Linked DNA regions of Mus musculus: all the other regions are linked to region 3. Evidence: chromatin contacts called from public Hi-C and promoter capture Hi-C data. All regions are on one chromosome and are shown on one strand. The core of a region is the stretch at or near the end of the contact, and the rest is flanking DNA. Distances in the headings are between cores, read along the strand shown. Region 1 has its middle 33 kb from the start of Gm31499. Region 2 holds the start of 1700116H05Rik (a long non-coding RNA gene). Region 3 holds the start of Fbxo11 (F-box protein 11). Region 4 has its middle 53 kb from the start of Gm31499.

Region 1 (3,065 bases), core at 262-2,761, 130 kb before region 3:
ATCTGTATCTGTATCTGTATCTGTATCTATCTGTATCTGTATCTGTATCTGTATCTGTATCTGTATCTATCTGTATCTGTATCTGTATCTGTATCTGTATCTGTATCTATATCTGTATCTATATCTATCAGCAGCTCCCATTGCTCTCCCCTTCATTTCTGGCTCGACAATCCAGCTAGAAAGGAGCAGCAATAATGAATGTGGGCTGAGAGCGTTTGTTACACCCTGAGGACTCCTCTCAGCAGCACCACCCAGGTGGCCATTGCTGAGCCTCCACATGCTGTTCCACTGCTCTGACTAAGTAGCTTTGAACATGAGCCCAGTGCCCCACTAAATTATGGGAAATAAATTCTGTGGTCAAATGCAATAATATATAAAATACAATGGCTTGGAATAAAAATTATCTGACAAGTCACAACAGATAGGGCAGGGATCTTGCAAGCAAAAAAAAAAAAAAAAAAAAAAAAAAAAAAAAGCAACTCCATATCTAGTTTCTATGAGTGCTATGCTTTTCCTGACAGAGCAGGCCCACATAATTAACTTGCTGCCATGTAGCTGGTGAATGCGAATTCATTAGTGTGTTGCTGAGCCCAGGGCTTCTTTGACTCACTGGCTATGTGCTCAATAGCCCATTGGGAATACCAGCAGTGATGGGAAAGGATGGCTGCCATCACAGAAACATTCGTTTCACCTGATCGACATTGTGACATTGCAGTCTGAGCCTCCCTTTCCAGGCTTTCAGATGAGACACAAATGCCATCAGCCTCTGGGCTCACGTGGAGAGGTCTGTGTAAAGGCTGCTTCCTCACACACCAGTTTTCCAGTTGTGTACCCACCAAGCCTCTGACTGTGTAAACAAACCATTAACTGTAGCCAGTGAATTGATGGCTCAAAACACCTGGCCAACTAGCATTTCAGGCAGAGAACTACCACGTGCTCTGCTCAAAGTCCGGTCCAATGAAAAGCTTTCTTTATACTGCTGTCTGTCACCTTTCCAAGGTGGTTGTGCAGCTGTGGTCTGTCTCTCTCTCAAGTGACACCTACAAATCAGGAGAACCGATTATAAACTGGCCTCGAGCATTCTCTTCCACAGTCATAGGCTCAGGCTACCAATAGCATGAGGTGGGGAATGTTCACAACTGACCTATTTCCTCACACAACTTGACCTTCAACCCACTCCAGTCTCCCTCAAAGCTTTCATGCCTTTTCACAAAGCCACTGGCAACTTTCAGACTTGGTAGGCCAAACGATACCCATGCGAGGAATAGCTCTTTCACATGGTAACTTGGTAGTTCCCCACCAAGTGCTCAGTCTCTAAGGCCTAGCAGCAGGCCACAACTTGTTCTCCAAAGGAGAAGTGTTATTCCCAGCATGTGGTATCACTTAACTAAACATTTCCAAGGATCTGAGCTATGATTCACCAAGGCAACTTGCCAAAGACTCCTAGCGCATCCTTACATCTCCAGAATCATTCTATCTGATGAGTCACATGGGCCAGCGATGAGTCACATGACCCAAATGAGTGGAACAGTTTGCACAGCAGCCTGACCTAGTCTAGGGACTGCTCTCATTCTGAGCATTACTCAAAACAGGCATTTTCTAGCCACTAAGCAAATTAGTCAAAGATGAATGTCCAAGTGTGAAATACATTACCACCAAAAGCCCAAGAGACCCAGGAGACCTTGTGCCTCTTAGTGGTGGGAAGACCTTGAACCAATAACTTAACTGTCACCAGAGAAAACTAATATCTTCATACCTCAGATAACTGGACCCTTATGACTTTCACCAAAGCAGCAGTCCTCGAGTTTCCATGGAGTATATCTCCTACTCTCCACACATGAAGTGTGCCTAGAACTTTCTGTTTACTGTGCCCATTAAACATGTCATTAATGTAATAGACCAGTGCCATGTCCCATGGAAGGGAAAGGCAGTCAGGACACTGTGGAGTTGATTCCTGCTGGCCTGGACAGGTTGTTCACTCCTGAGACGGCCTGGTGAAGACAGATTAGGCAAGGTCAACTTCTGAGAGCTTCAGGAACAGGTAAAAAGAAAAAGCACGTGCCACCAGATATCTGACCATGCCACATCTAGAAACAACTACAACTGGAGTTACTGCCTGGGTCAGTTTAAGACAGTCCACTGTCACTCGTGTGGAGTCATGGCCTCTGTGTGCTTTGCAAGCGCCAGTCAGGTAAGTCCTCCAAGGATGCAGAACTGCTTTCAGAGCGCTGTTTCCCAAGAGGCCTCCACAAGGGCCATTGTCTCTTATCACAATAGCCCTTCTTCCTCAACTCGGGGAACTGTTTTGGGTATGTCTCGTTGCTAAGTATATCTATCCCAAGCATGCGTTCTATGCCGAGGAAAGTAACCAACAGAACAGGTTTAGGGGTAACCTGAGCCCACTGTGAGAGGAGTCTGAGCCAGCTAGAACGTCTCTACTTCTTAATATCAAATCCCTCCGAATGTAAAAACAAGTTAAACATGTATTATCTTGTAATTTCTGTTGGTCAAAAACCTAGAAACAGCTTCATTGGTGTCTGGCACAAGGCCTCTCAGAAGATAACAGCCAAGTCGTCGCCTGGGGCTATAGTTTTCTCCAGACTTGGCTGGGGAGGACAGATCTCCCAAATCCACTCACCGGGTGTTTGGCAGGTGAAATGTCACTGAACTGCTATTCCAAGGACCCCAGATTCTCACAGCTGCCTCTTTATGAGGAGTGAGCATGTGGATGTGAGGGAATAGGGATCAAAAATTAGAACACATATCTGAGTAACTTAGAAATAAATATTGGAAGTCAACGTATCAAGTGGTGGTGCGCACATGATCCCAGCCCTTGGGGGGCAGAAACAGAAAGATGATGAGTTTTTGTCCAGATGGGGCTACACCGCAAGACCCTGTCTTTAAAAACATCAACAAAATGAGGGGTGTCTCCTCAGTCAGGAGCACTAGGCACCCTACCAGAAAACCAGGCTTCAATTCCCAGTGCTAACATGGCGGCTCACAACAAGTCTAGAGGCCTTGGAGGGCATGCAAGTAATACACAGACACGTGTGCAGGAAAAATCC
Region 2 (3,046 bases), core at 12-2,511, 240 kb before region 3:
AATCCATTAAAAGCTTGAATGCATTTGAAATATTTAAATGGGTTTAATTTACAAGTCCTGCAAATAATATAAAATATAATCAAAGGCCATTTCAGCAATCAAAGGTCATTTCACAGAAATATTAACAATTTGCTAGAGGATTGCATATGCTATTATAGTCTTTAAACTGAACTTAAAAGTTTAATGACTAGCTTTTTAAAAATTCTGTTACTTTAACAACTTGAATATTAATTTTTAAAAGTAAGATTCTTGTGTTCCCTGTGTTCAAAAAGCCACCCTCAGAGGCACAGGAAGTGAGCAGTTGGTGCTCTGTGAGGTCCTCGTGTGCTAGCTCCAGGGCTTTGTTTCAGGTTGGCTTGTGCAGGGCTCTGCTCAGCAGTGACAGGAACTACCCTCTCCTCGCTCATAAGAAGCAAACCACCAATGGTCAATAAAGCCATTGTCAAAATAAGGCTTTATGGCTCTCACTACAAAGAAAGTGACATAGTTTATTGTGGAGCCAAATGACCATGGCCCAGGAACATAGAATCAGTCTGCTCCTATCACCCTGTCCCAATATAATAACAGTTTCATGACGTGTTTACAGTTACAAACCAAATCATGGCCTTTTAATAATATAGACATGAATATCAGGTAGTTGGGTGTGGTGGTTTGAGTACGCCTTGCCATGGGAAACGTCATTATGAGGAGGTATGGCCTTGTTGAAACAGGTGAGGACGAGTGAGTCTTTTCTCGGCTGTCCTCAGATCTAGGTGTTGAACTCTTATCTTCAGCACCATGTCCGCCTGGACGCTGCCATGATGAAACTGGACTGAACCTCTGAACCTGTGAGCCAGCTACAATTAAATGTTTGCCTTTACTAGAGCTGCCTGGGTCATGACGTTCCTTTACAGCAACGGAACCCTAAAACACTGGGCCATAGCAAGTGAGGTAGCCTCCACCACAGGCCTCGTGCACTTTCTCATGACAGCCTTTGTGCTGTCAGAAGCTTGTGGTCTGTAAAGAATATTAGGACACAGAAGTGGACAATGGATGCCTATAAAGGGAGCTAAGACAACCCAAGATAACTTGGCTCTGGGCCTCCAACATGCTAACTCCGCAGTCTACCAGGCCCAGCAGGTAAAGTCTTGAACACAATCTAGCTTTCATCTCTTGCGACCTCAGTCTCATAACCAGCAGAGTTCCCATTGGTTCCCACTGGTCCCAATGGTCTTCAGCCTTTGGACATCGTTTTGTCTTTTAGCTTGGCAGGTGAGCCATGTTTTATTTTTATTATTTTAATATTATTGAGAAAACATTACATTTGACCTTGCCTGGCCCTCCTCCACCTCTCATCTGCTTCCCAGTGCATGGGAACACAGGACCCTTCCACTTAAAACATCTGTTCTGATCTTAATTTCCCCACTTTAACTATCATCATCACCAAAAGTGGTCCTGCCTCTCTGTGGCTTCAGGGGGGGAAGATGCCCCCCCCCCTACAGGTGACTCAGCAGAGTAGAGGGAAACCCTCAGCCACAGGTGGAGGGGGATTCACATGGAAAGTGATACCTTTCCTTTTAAACGGGGGAGGAGGGGACTGTCGAGGTCTCAGCAGGTTAGAGCACTTGCTATTGTTGCGAGGACCAGCATTGGGTTCCCACCTTTGATGTTAGGTGCTCACAGCTGCCTGTAACTCTAGCTCCAGGGGACTCTGGCACTTTTGACTTGCAATGATCCCTGCACACGTGTGGAATTATGCCCACAGGCACATAATTAAAGAACATGATAAAAAAAATAACATTTAAAAGCGCGAGGAAGTATGAATTGAGGGGAAATGGACTTGAAGACAGTTCCTGTCTTGTGGTAGAGAAATGGGGTCAGCGGGCGGCTCTGGGTTTGAGCGCTGCTTCATCACTGATCAGCTTTCTAGCCAGGAAAAAAAAAAATCACGGACAGGATTTCCAAGCCTCACTTCCTCCTAAGGAAAATGAGATTTTGCTCATTCATTCATTTTACTGATTTTGCAGTCCGGGCTCTTTTGCTTTTCAGTCATTGTGCGCGTGTGCGCGTGCGCGCGTGCGCACGTGCATGTGTGAGTTTTTTGTTGCCATGACTGCGGCAATTTATAGAAGAAAAAGTTTGTTTGCACTTAAGGTTCAAGGGTTAGAGTTCATGACGACAAAGCAGAGGCCTGGCAGCTGGCAGCTGAAGCTGAGGGCTCAGTGGGAATGGCCAAGGCTTTGAAATCTCAGAGTCCATCCTTACACCCCCAACTCCCGACCCCACCCCGTACTTCTTTCATCAAGGCTACACCTCCTAAGCTTCCTCAGCAGGAGACCAAGCACTCAGACGTCTGTGCCTGTGTGGGACATTCTCATTCAGACCTCCACAGTTTGTCTGTGTGACTCGGGAGCCAGCACAGTGTGGGTCTATCTACTGAACTCAGGCTTAGGGAGGAGAGCTGTACCTGCTGAGCCATCTCGCTGCCATCTCCGTAGTTCTGATAGAGAGAGAGAGCGCGACCTTCACACAAAGACAAACCGCTTCTAAAGCCTGGAGAAGAGTGCCCAGCACAAAGCGATTCTTCAGGAAAACTCTGCTGTTAAATTGTATACGAGTTCTAATTGCTAGCACTGCACTGCACTAATGATAAAAGAACCGTAGCAGCCCTTGGTGCTGAAAGGAAGGTGACCCACAATTACCCTCAGTGAGTTTCATTAGCAATGAAAAGGGCTCAAGGTCATGGTTGGGCCTCTAAATGGGCAGAAGAAAAATCACACAGGAAAAAAAATAATATAAGGCATTTTAACATGATGGAGCTTATGTTTAAGAGAAAGAGGATGTTTCCATTTAAACCTGAAGCGGGGGTTTATTTAAAGAGAAACAGGGACAGGGACAAAGGTGATTGTGCTGATGAGAGATAACAGGACAGCTTTCAGGGCACCTCCAGAGCAACCCCCACCCCAGGAGTCTCCAGTCCCGTTTCCCCAAACAAAGGAGAATTTTGGCTTTTTATAACCTTAGGGGAGTAGCAGAAGGTTTCCGTTCTGTATGGCCTATGTAACAG
Region 3 (3,151 bases), core at 312-2,811:
TCTTTCTAGCCCCTCAAGATATTTTTCAAATAGCTGTCTTCACATACAGGTTTTGAAAAGATTGTGAGTCTTTGAAAATCACATGACCAAAAAAGAAAAAAAAAAACCCAGCAATTGTACATCATATGATAGGTTATTATTTAAATGGCAGGAGATGTCTGACATCTAGAAGGGTGATTTGCCAACAGTGGTGGCGAATGCCTTTAATCCCAGCACGTGGGAGGCAGAGGCAGGCGGATTTCTGAGTTAGAGGCCAGCCTGATCTACAGAATGAGTTCCAGGACAGCCAGGACTACACAGAGAAATTCTGTCTCAAAAAACCAAGAAAGAAAAAAGAAAAAAAAAAAGAAAAAGAAAAAAAGAAAAAAAGAAAAAAATCTGTAATTTACACATAGCACAATACCGTAGACTTACCTCTCCTGTGCGTCCCTTAGAATTCACTTTTCTCCCTCCCTTTCTGAAGCTTTGTAATGTTTTATCTATCTTAAGCCTAGAAAGCAATCAATGAAATTCAAGTAGAAAATCACTGACAGCTCCGAAATGAGGGAATCCAGAGATAAACCACTAGCTATGCAATAAGGAATAGTGAGCGGAGTACATTTTCAGTCTTCATAACGGCGGCCAGGGAATAGAAACACATTTTCCTTGGGGAGAGATTGTGCTAAGGGGACCAGACACAGATACAAAAGATTATTCCTCTCGGGGGTTTATCTTTCTTGACTTCGTGGGACCTAAAACAAAACCAATATAATCCATCACAACCTCCACCCGTTTTATTTTACTTCTTCCGGAACACCATGTAGACCACTTGCCCCCCCCCCCCCCCCAAAAAAAAAGCCTAAAGCAAACTAACTTGGTTAAAGATCTAAAACATTCTGAAAGTTTGGGCGACAAAAGCTGGAACCGACTCCAGACTCTCTCTTAAGTTCTCAGCAGAGCCGAAACAAGATTTCTTAAGGTTTGCAAATAAATCCCTTCAGCTGGACTAAAAACGCACAGAGCCTGGAGCGCTCCCTACAGCTGAGAGCTTGAACCTACCGAGCCCAGAAATCCGGAGTTACCCAAGACGGAGTCCCTCACTCCTTGTGGCGTTTAAGAGAACCAGGTGAAGGTTGGGGTGGAGGGAGGCTGAACCGGCAAAAGGCAGGATTAATCACTTCTCCCAATTGCATCAGCAGCCCCCGCCCTTCCTTCAGAGCACCTCCTATCCTAGAACCTTCGCTACGTACTGCCGCTCCTTCGCCCACCCCCGGCTCCATTATATGCCCTGATACCTCCCCATTATCACCCGCCCTGCCACACTCCCCCCTTTCCTCTTTCCTCCTCCTCCTCCTCCGTCGGGGAAGGAGGAAACCCGAGAGAGGAAACAGGGTGTTGGAGGAAGGGGGCTCCGCGATAAGAGAGGAGGCTCCATTGGCTCCGACACCGTACGGGCGCTTCCCATTGGTCAGGCCCCGCCGGAATCCACGCCCCCTCTGTCCCCGCCCCCGCCCCTCCCCCGCCGGCTCGCGGCCCTCCCCCCGCGCCCCCCGGCCAGCCCCGCGGCGGGGAGGGACCGACAGGGCTTGAGCGGAGAGGCTCCGGCGGTGTCAATGGCTCCTCCTGCCACGGAGCAGCAGCAGCAGCAGCAGCGGCAGCAGCAGCAGCGGCAGCGGCGGCGGCGGCGCTGGGGCTGAGGAGGGAAGGTTCCTTTAAGGAGGAGGAACGACGACGCCTCTTTTGCCCCTATCTCCTCCCTTTTACACTCATTTCCCCTTCGCCGAGGGTGGGGGTGGGGGGGGCGGAGGAGAGAGAAGAGGCCGAAGAAAGAGAAAATTCCTCGCAGGGCGCTCTTTCAGGGGGTGTGGGGGGAGGACGAGGAACGGAGGAGCCGGGCGCCCCCCGCGCGCTCCCGCCCCGCTCGGCTCGCCCTCTCCGAGATCGCCCGTCCGCCCACTCCCCCCGCCGCCGCCGCTGCCGGAGACGCCGCTCGGGAGTCGGCGGGCCCGGCTCGTCTGCTCGGCCGCCGCCGCGCTTCGCCTCGGGCTCCCCAGGCGGACGGACGCCCTTTCTTTCTTTCTCTTGCCCGGCCCGTCTCTCTGTCTGCGTCCCTCGCGGCCGCCCCGCCCGGCGGCCTCGGCCTTGCCCGTGCGCCAGGCCCGGCCGGCGGGCCTCGCTCAAGCTCCGGTGGTGCCCCCAGCCTCCCCGCGGAGCCGGGGGAAGCTCACGCCCGGTGGCCCCCCGGTCCCCGCGTCCCCGGCCGCCCCGCTCCTTCCCGCTCCCCACCCCCTTCCTCCCCGGCCCCGGAGCTCGCGGTGCGTGTGCGCGTGAGTGTGTGTGTCCCTCCGCCAACGCCGCCACCTCAGCCCGGCAAATGAACTCCGTCCGAGCCGCCAACCGGAGACCCAGGCGAGTGTCGCGGCCGCGCCCGGTGCAACAGCAGCAGCAGCAGCCCCCGCAGCAGCCGCCGCCGCAGCCGCCTCAGCAACAGCCGCCGCCGCAGCCGCCCCAGCAGCCGCCGCAGCAGCAGCCCCCGCCGCCGCCGCAGCAGCAGCCCCCGCCGCCGCCCCCGCCGCCTCCGCCGCCGCCTCAGGATCGGAACAACGCCGGCGAGAGGGGTAAGGCCGCGCTCGGGGCCTGGCTGGGCGGGCGGGAGGCCGGGCGGGGGCGGCGGCGGCGGCGGCGGCGCGCCCGGGGTGGGAGACGGAGGCCGAGCGGAGGCGGGTCCCACCGTGCCGCAGTGTTCGCCTGGGCCCGGCCCGGCCGGGCCTGGCCGGCAGGAAAAGCCGCGGCTGCGCGATCCGCCCGGGCTGCGGCTCAGGCCGCGCTTTGTTTGGTTTCGGGGCTGGCACCCTCCGTCCCCACCCCTCCTTGGGGCTTCCCGGCTGGCTCGCCCACCCCACGGGAGTCTGTTCGCGGCCGGGGGCGGGCAGGAGGGTGGGATTTCCCCCCTTTCTGCGCCTGGCTCGATCTGGGCTCCCCCTTTCTCGTGGTAGGTGGGGGGACGGCTGGCTGCGTGGGGCGGTGAGGCTGGCCGGGGAACTTGTTTTCCCCTTCTCTGTGGGCTCCCCCTTGCCCTGGAGGAGGGGGAGAGGAGCGCCGGAGTGGTCCGCCGCGCTGGCTGGGGAACTTGCGTGCCCCCTTCCAGGTCGCAGGGCAGGGGGAGCCTCGG
Region 4 (3,513 bases), core at 801-3,300, 150 kb before region 3:
ACAGGGCACAACAGACCTATCTCAACAGGGCAATTACTTTTTGTGAAAGGAGTTCTTCATGACCCCAACCACGCTACAAAGCACACAGGGTCAGGAAATTCAAACTGTGTCTTTCCTCCGTTGCCTAGGTCCAATGTCACAGGCTTTTGAGATTGGCTAGTTTTAAAATAGAAACAAAGAAAACGAAGGAAAGGGGAATGTAGAGAAGGCTTAGGCTATCAAGTTCTAATAATTCAGAGGGGTCTTTGTGTAAATTTCTGAATGGGGAGATTATAAGATTTGAATCTCTTTGCATAGAAGTATGATCTATGAGGGCTGGTAAGATGGCTCAGTGGGTAAGAGCACTGACTGTTCCTCCAAAGGTCCTGAGTTCAAATCCCAGCAACCACATGGTGGCTCACAACCACCGGTAATGAGATCTGATACCCTCTTCTGGTGCGTCTGAAGTCAGCTACGGTGTGCTTGTGTATAATAATGAATAAATCTTTAAAAATAAAAAAAAAAGAAGAAAAAAGTATGATCCATGAACGATAGATAAAACAAACACAAGAACATTTCTTATGGTAGCTGTCAAAGAACCCCACAAAATTGTGTTGTGTGTAACATGTATGTGTGCAGGCATATCTGTATCTATGTACAGTGTGGTGTGTGTGGTGTGTGTGATGTGTTGTATAACTGTGGGAGTGGACAGTGTTTGTGTGCAGTGTGTAATGTTTGTGATCTTTGTGAAGTTAGGACATCATGGCTGTGTTGGCTTCATACAATAAGTAAGGGTATTTTTTATGCACTGGATAAGTTAAATCACAAAAAGAACACTTCTTCCTCAAAGGTTTAAAATTAGTAACTTGTTGAGTGATCTGAGACTAAGTAGCCCTGTCAATTTCTTCCACAAATTGCATTTAAAAAAAAATCTGAGTCAATTTTAGTAAGAATGTCTTTGAAAATCATCCATTCATTCTTGTGTATTAGAAAATTAGAAACAGCTGTTTTGGATATAATATCAAATAATAGTGCGGTATATTAAAAAGCTGTCCTCAAGTTAGTATGCAGAAAAAGAGAAGGGTTGAGGAGCAATTTTGGCACTGAGAACACCATAAAATGGTCAGCAGGGGAACAGGTCCCCCTAGGAAACTGCTTTATCTTTGACAAATAAAAATAGAAAAATATGGGTTCGGTGTATGGTGTAGATAGGTGGTAAAGAAGCACTCAAAAGTGACTATGATTCCGATCGGGGGACTAAATTCTTCTAACATGGCTACTCTTGCTTTCTCCGGCCTCACTGGCACTCTGGCTTTGTGTAATCAGAAAGACTTCATAGAGAGGCCACATGAACAAAAGAGAAAAGATTCCTAAAGACCGAACTCTTTAAGTGCCCACCTGAATCCTTGCTGAGTGGGAAAGTAGTGTAGTTTTCAGACTTGGGGAGCACTGGACCTATGTCCTTCCTGGGCGCACAGTTCCCTTCTTCCACTCTGAGCTTGAGAAGATGGTACGTTAGGATGTGCACAGAGGTCCAAGCATTCCCTGGCCCCTCATGATTGATGCCTTGCTTAATTTCTCGAAATCTCTTCCTTGGCTTTGGTCTGTCCAGAATCCGGGAAGCTCTGCTCTTGGGCTACACATTGGTGACAGTCCCGCCCTGACATTATGGGCCACTTCTTGAATATGGAGGCTGGAAGACCAATCTTAAACTCTCAAAGAGCTTAGACAGGAACTTAGCATGAATGTCCCATTCCCAACAGTGACAGTCCAGTTACTTTGTGTTGCCATTGTTTCCAGAGAATGCATCTGTCCCAGGTCCTCCAGAGAACCTTAAAATGAAATGGGCTTTTTATTTGGTTGGCTTTGCAGTCAATCGGAGCTGTAAGAACGGCAAGGGGTGTCACACCTGGAGAAATGGGTCCCTGAAGCCTGTGAGAGGATGCTGCGGGCACAGCGCGTTGTGATGGTTGATTTTATGTCAACCCGACTAGGCCGCCGGGAGTGCACTGCTAAGCTGTGGATCTTTTTCCTGGCTCCTCAGGGCAGACTCACTGGCTCTGTGATTCCTCAGACAGTTCTCTGGGGTGTTTCTGGGTTTCCAGTGATCACATGTGCTCGTGAAAAGAGGTTTTAGAGCCAGGCAGGCCTTGATCCAAAATTACAGACATGCCAAGTTTTCTGTAACCTTGAACTGGCTCTGAAACCTTTCTGAGCTGATATTCCATCGTCTACAAAGGCAGTCTGGCAGATGGAGTTTGCACAGATATCGGGAGGATTAAAGACAGTGCACAGGGTGTCTGCCATGCTGTAATGTTAGTTCTTAGGTCAGTCTCATATTTTTTTAAAAATATAAAATGAAAGAGCCAGGGACCTCCTGGACAGTGTCTCGCACTAAGATTACTGAGGTCTTCTGCCTCTGCCACTAAAAAGGAAACAAAGTTTGGGATCAAAATGAAAATCATCCAACATTCTAATACGGGGGATTGCACTAAAAATTATAAACTGCTGCCATGAGAAGCAGAATGCTCTGTAGATATTTGTTTAATATCTATTGGCACAGAACCACTGCACCATTCCATCAAGATAGTCTGGACTTGGAATCAATGCATCCATCCAGTTGTTTACATGATTCCCTTGGAATGTACAGAGGTGGACCCTTACCCTCCCACTTTCAGGCATCGGGCACTCAGCAGAGGGCATCAGAGTTGTGTGTGCTTAGTGGCCCTCTCTGTGAGGGAAGGGTTGCAAATTCTTGGACACTCCTCCAATAGAGAAACGAGCTTCAGTTCCCCTCCCCTTGACTCTGAGCCACCCAGCGGAGTGCAATGGAAGGAAAGTTATGCTGGTTCTGGGCCTAAACCCTGAGTGGCTGTTCTGCCAGGAAGATCACATGGAGATGCCATGACACTACATGGAGAAGAAGAGGACCCAGCCAAGCCAGCCATCCAGGCATTCCAGTTAAAGACCCAGGAAGGTTAGAAAATCCACTGTGGACCCTCCGAGCCAGAGCAGCGGCAGCTGAGTACCACTGCACAGTTCCAGCCAACGCCTGGTTGAACAGAAGAATCTTTGACTGGGAGCAGAAGTGTGTGTGACCCCAAAACAATGAAATACAAAATGGCTACTATTTCCAGACACTGAATGTGGTTTTGTTTATGTTTATTTTTCAATACCAATAAATGACCCTGAAGTAAAAGTGTGCCCTTGGGACTGCCTTTGTGAGGAGCCCACACAGAATTGGAAATGACTCAGTCCATTGGATCCTTTATTACACAGAGATTATACATATCCTTTTTTTGCTTGCTCACCAGAGGAGACTCAGGGTGGGTATGTAGGTAGGGGTGACACCCAAAGGCTGCCTCTCTGATTCAAATAGAAACTGACTGGTCAACTCCACCCCTTTGCCCTTGATCATCATCTTAAAATCTGCAACAATAAGGCTATGGAGAGGAAGAAAAATGTCATGTGGAAAGACAACCAAGAGGCAGGTTCAGATTGGTTGGCATCTAGGCAGAAGTCAGGCGAAAATCA

The links. Promoter capture Hi-C pulls out the DNA fragments that hold promoters and counts their contacts. A called contact is a pair of places that touch in the nucleus more often than the background predicts.
Region 1: a contact with region 3 is called in a promoter capture Hi-C map of 3T3-L1-derived adipocytes, with 3 times the contacts expected there. The contact joins the enhancer-like site here to the promoter of Fbxo11 in region 3. A contact is called at or near these places in 5 of 39 promoter capture datasets (the 3T3-L1 cell line, 3T3-L1-derived adipocytes, the C10 cell line and 1 more), 3 of 484 Hi-C or Micro-C datasets (muscle stem cells, nephron progenitors and uterus), 2 of 115 datasets of contacts at active chromatin or transcription factors (bone marrow-derived macrophages and fibro-adipogenic progenitors) and 1 of 9 other capture datasets (adipose tissue).
Region 2: a contact with region 3 is called in a promoter capture Hi-C map of 3T3-L1-derived adipocytes, with 6 times the contacts expected there. The contact joins the promoter of 1700116H05Rik here to the promoter of Fbxo11 in region 3. A contact is called at or near these places in 10 of 39 promoter capture datasets (the 3T3-L1 cell line, 3T3-L1-derived adipocytes, the C10 cell line and 6 more), 7 of 484 Hi-C or Micro-C datasets (the Ba/F3 cell line, the C2C12 cell line, adipose-derived mesenchymal stem cells and 4 more), 5 of 115 datasets of contacts at active chromatin or transcription factors (astrocytes, embryonic forebrain, embryonic stem cells and 2 more) and 1 of 9 other capture datasets (adipose tissue).
Region 4: a Hi-C map of uterus shows a contact between it and region 3. The contact joins the enhancer-like site here to the promoter of Fbxo11 in region 3. A contact is called at or near these places in 5 of 39 promoter capture datasets (the C10 cell line, cranial neural crest, frontonasal cranial neural crest and 2 more), 5 of 484 Hi-C or Micro-C datasets (cerebellar granule neurons, muscle stem cells, nephron progenitors and 1 more), 6 of 115 datasets of contacts at active chromatin or transcription factors (CD8 T cells, bone marrow-derived macrophages, craniofacial prominence and 3 more) and 1 of 9 other capture datasets (adipose tissue).

Annotation. Positions count from the first base shown.
Region 1 is chr17:88,193,912-88,196,976 of GRCm38.p6, reverse strand. No RefSeq gene overlaps it. Among named protein-coding and RNA genes, the nearest start is that of Gm31499, 33 kb to the right of the region's middle. Within about 2 kb of position 1,511, at least 89 of the 459 cell types and tissues checked have an H3K27ac peak or open chromatin away from gene starts, as enhancers often do. A contact at or near this core is called in 3T3-L1-derived adipocytes, fibro-adipogenic progenitors, muscle stem cells and 1 more, where this site is marked.
Region 2 is chr17:88,305,787-88,308,832 of GRCm38.p6, reverse strand. 1700116H05Rik (a long non-coding RNA gene) reads left to right here and starts at 1,261. Exons shown (of 4, transcript XR_001782254.2): 1 at 1,261-3,046. The region is part of intron 3 of Gm31615 (a long non-coding RNA gene); the gene reads left to right.
Region 3 is chr17:88,064,455-88,067,605 of GRCm38.p6, reverse strand. It overlaps Fbxo11 (F-box protein 11), which reads left to right and starts at 1,561. Exons shown (of 23, transcript NM_001081034.3): 1 at 1,561-2,597. The coding sequence starts at 2,354. Gm45950 (a long non-coding RNA gene) reads right to left here and starts at 1,481. Exons shown (of 2, transcript XR_385899.1): 1 at 1,039-1,481.
Region 4 is chr17:88,213,543-88,217,055 of GRCm38.p6, reverse strand. No RefSeq gene overlaps it. Among named protein-coding and RNA genes, the nearest start is that of Gm31499, 53 kb to the right of the region's middle. Within about 2 kb of position 2,050, at least 9 of the 459 cell types and tissues checked have an H3K27ac peak or open chromatin away from gene starts, as enhancers often do. A contact at or near this core is called in muscle stem cells and uterus, where this site is marked.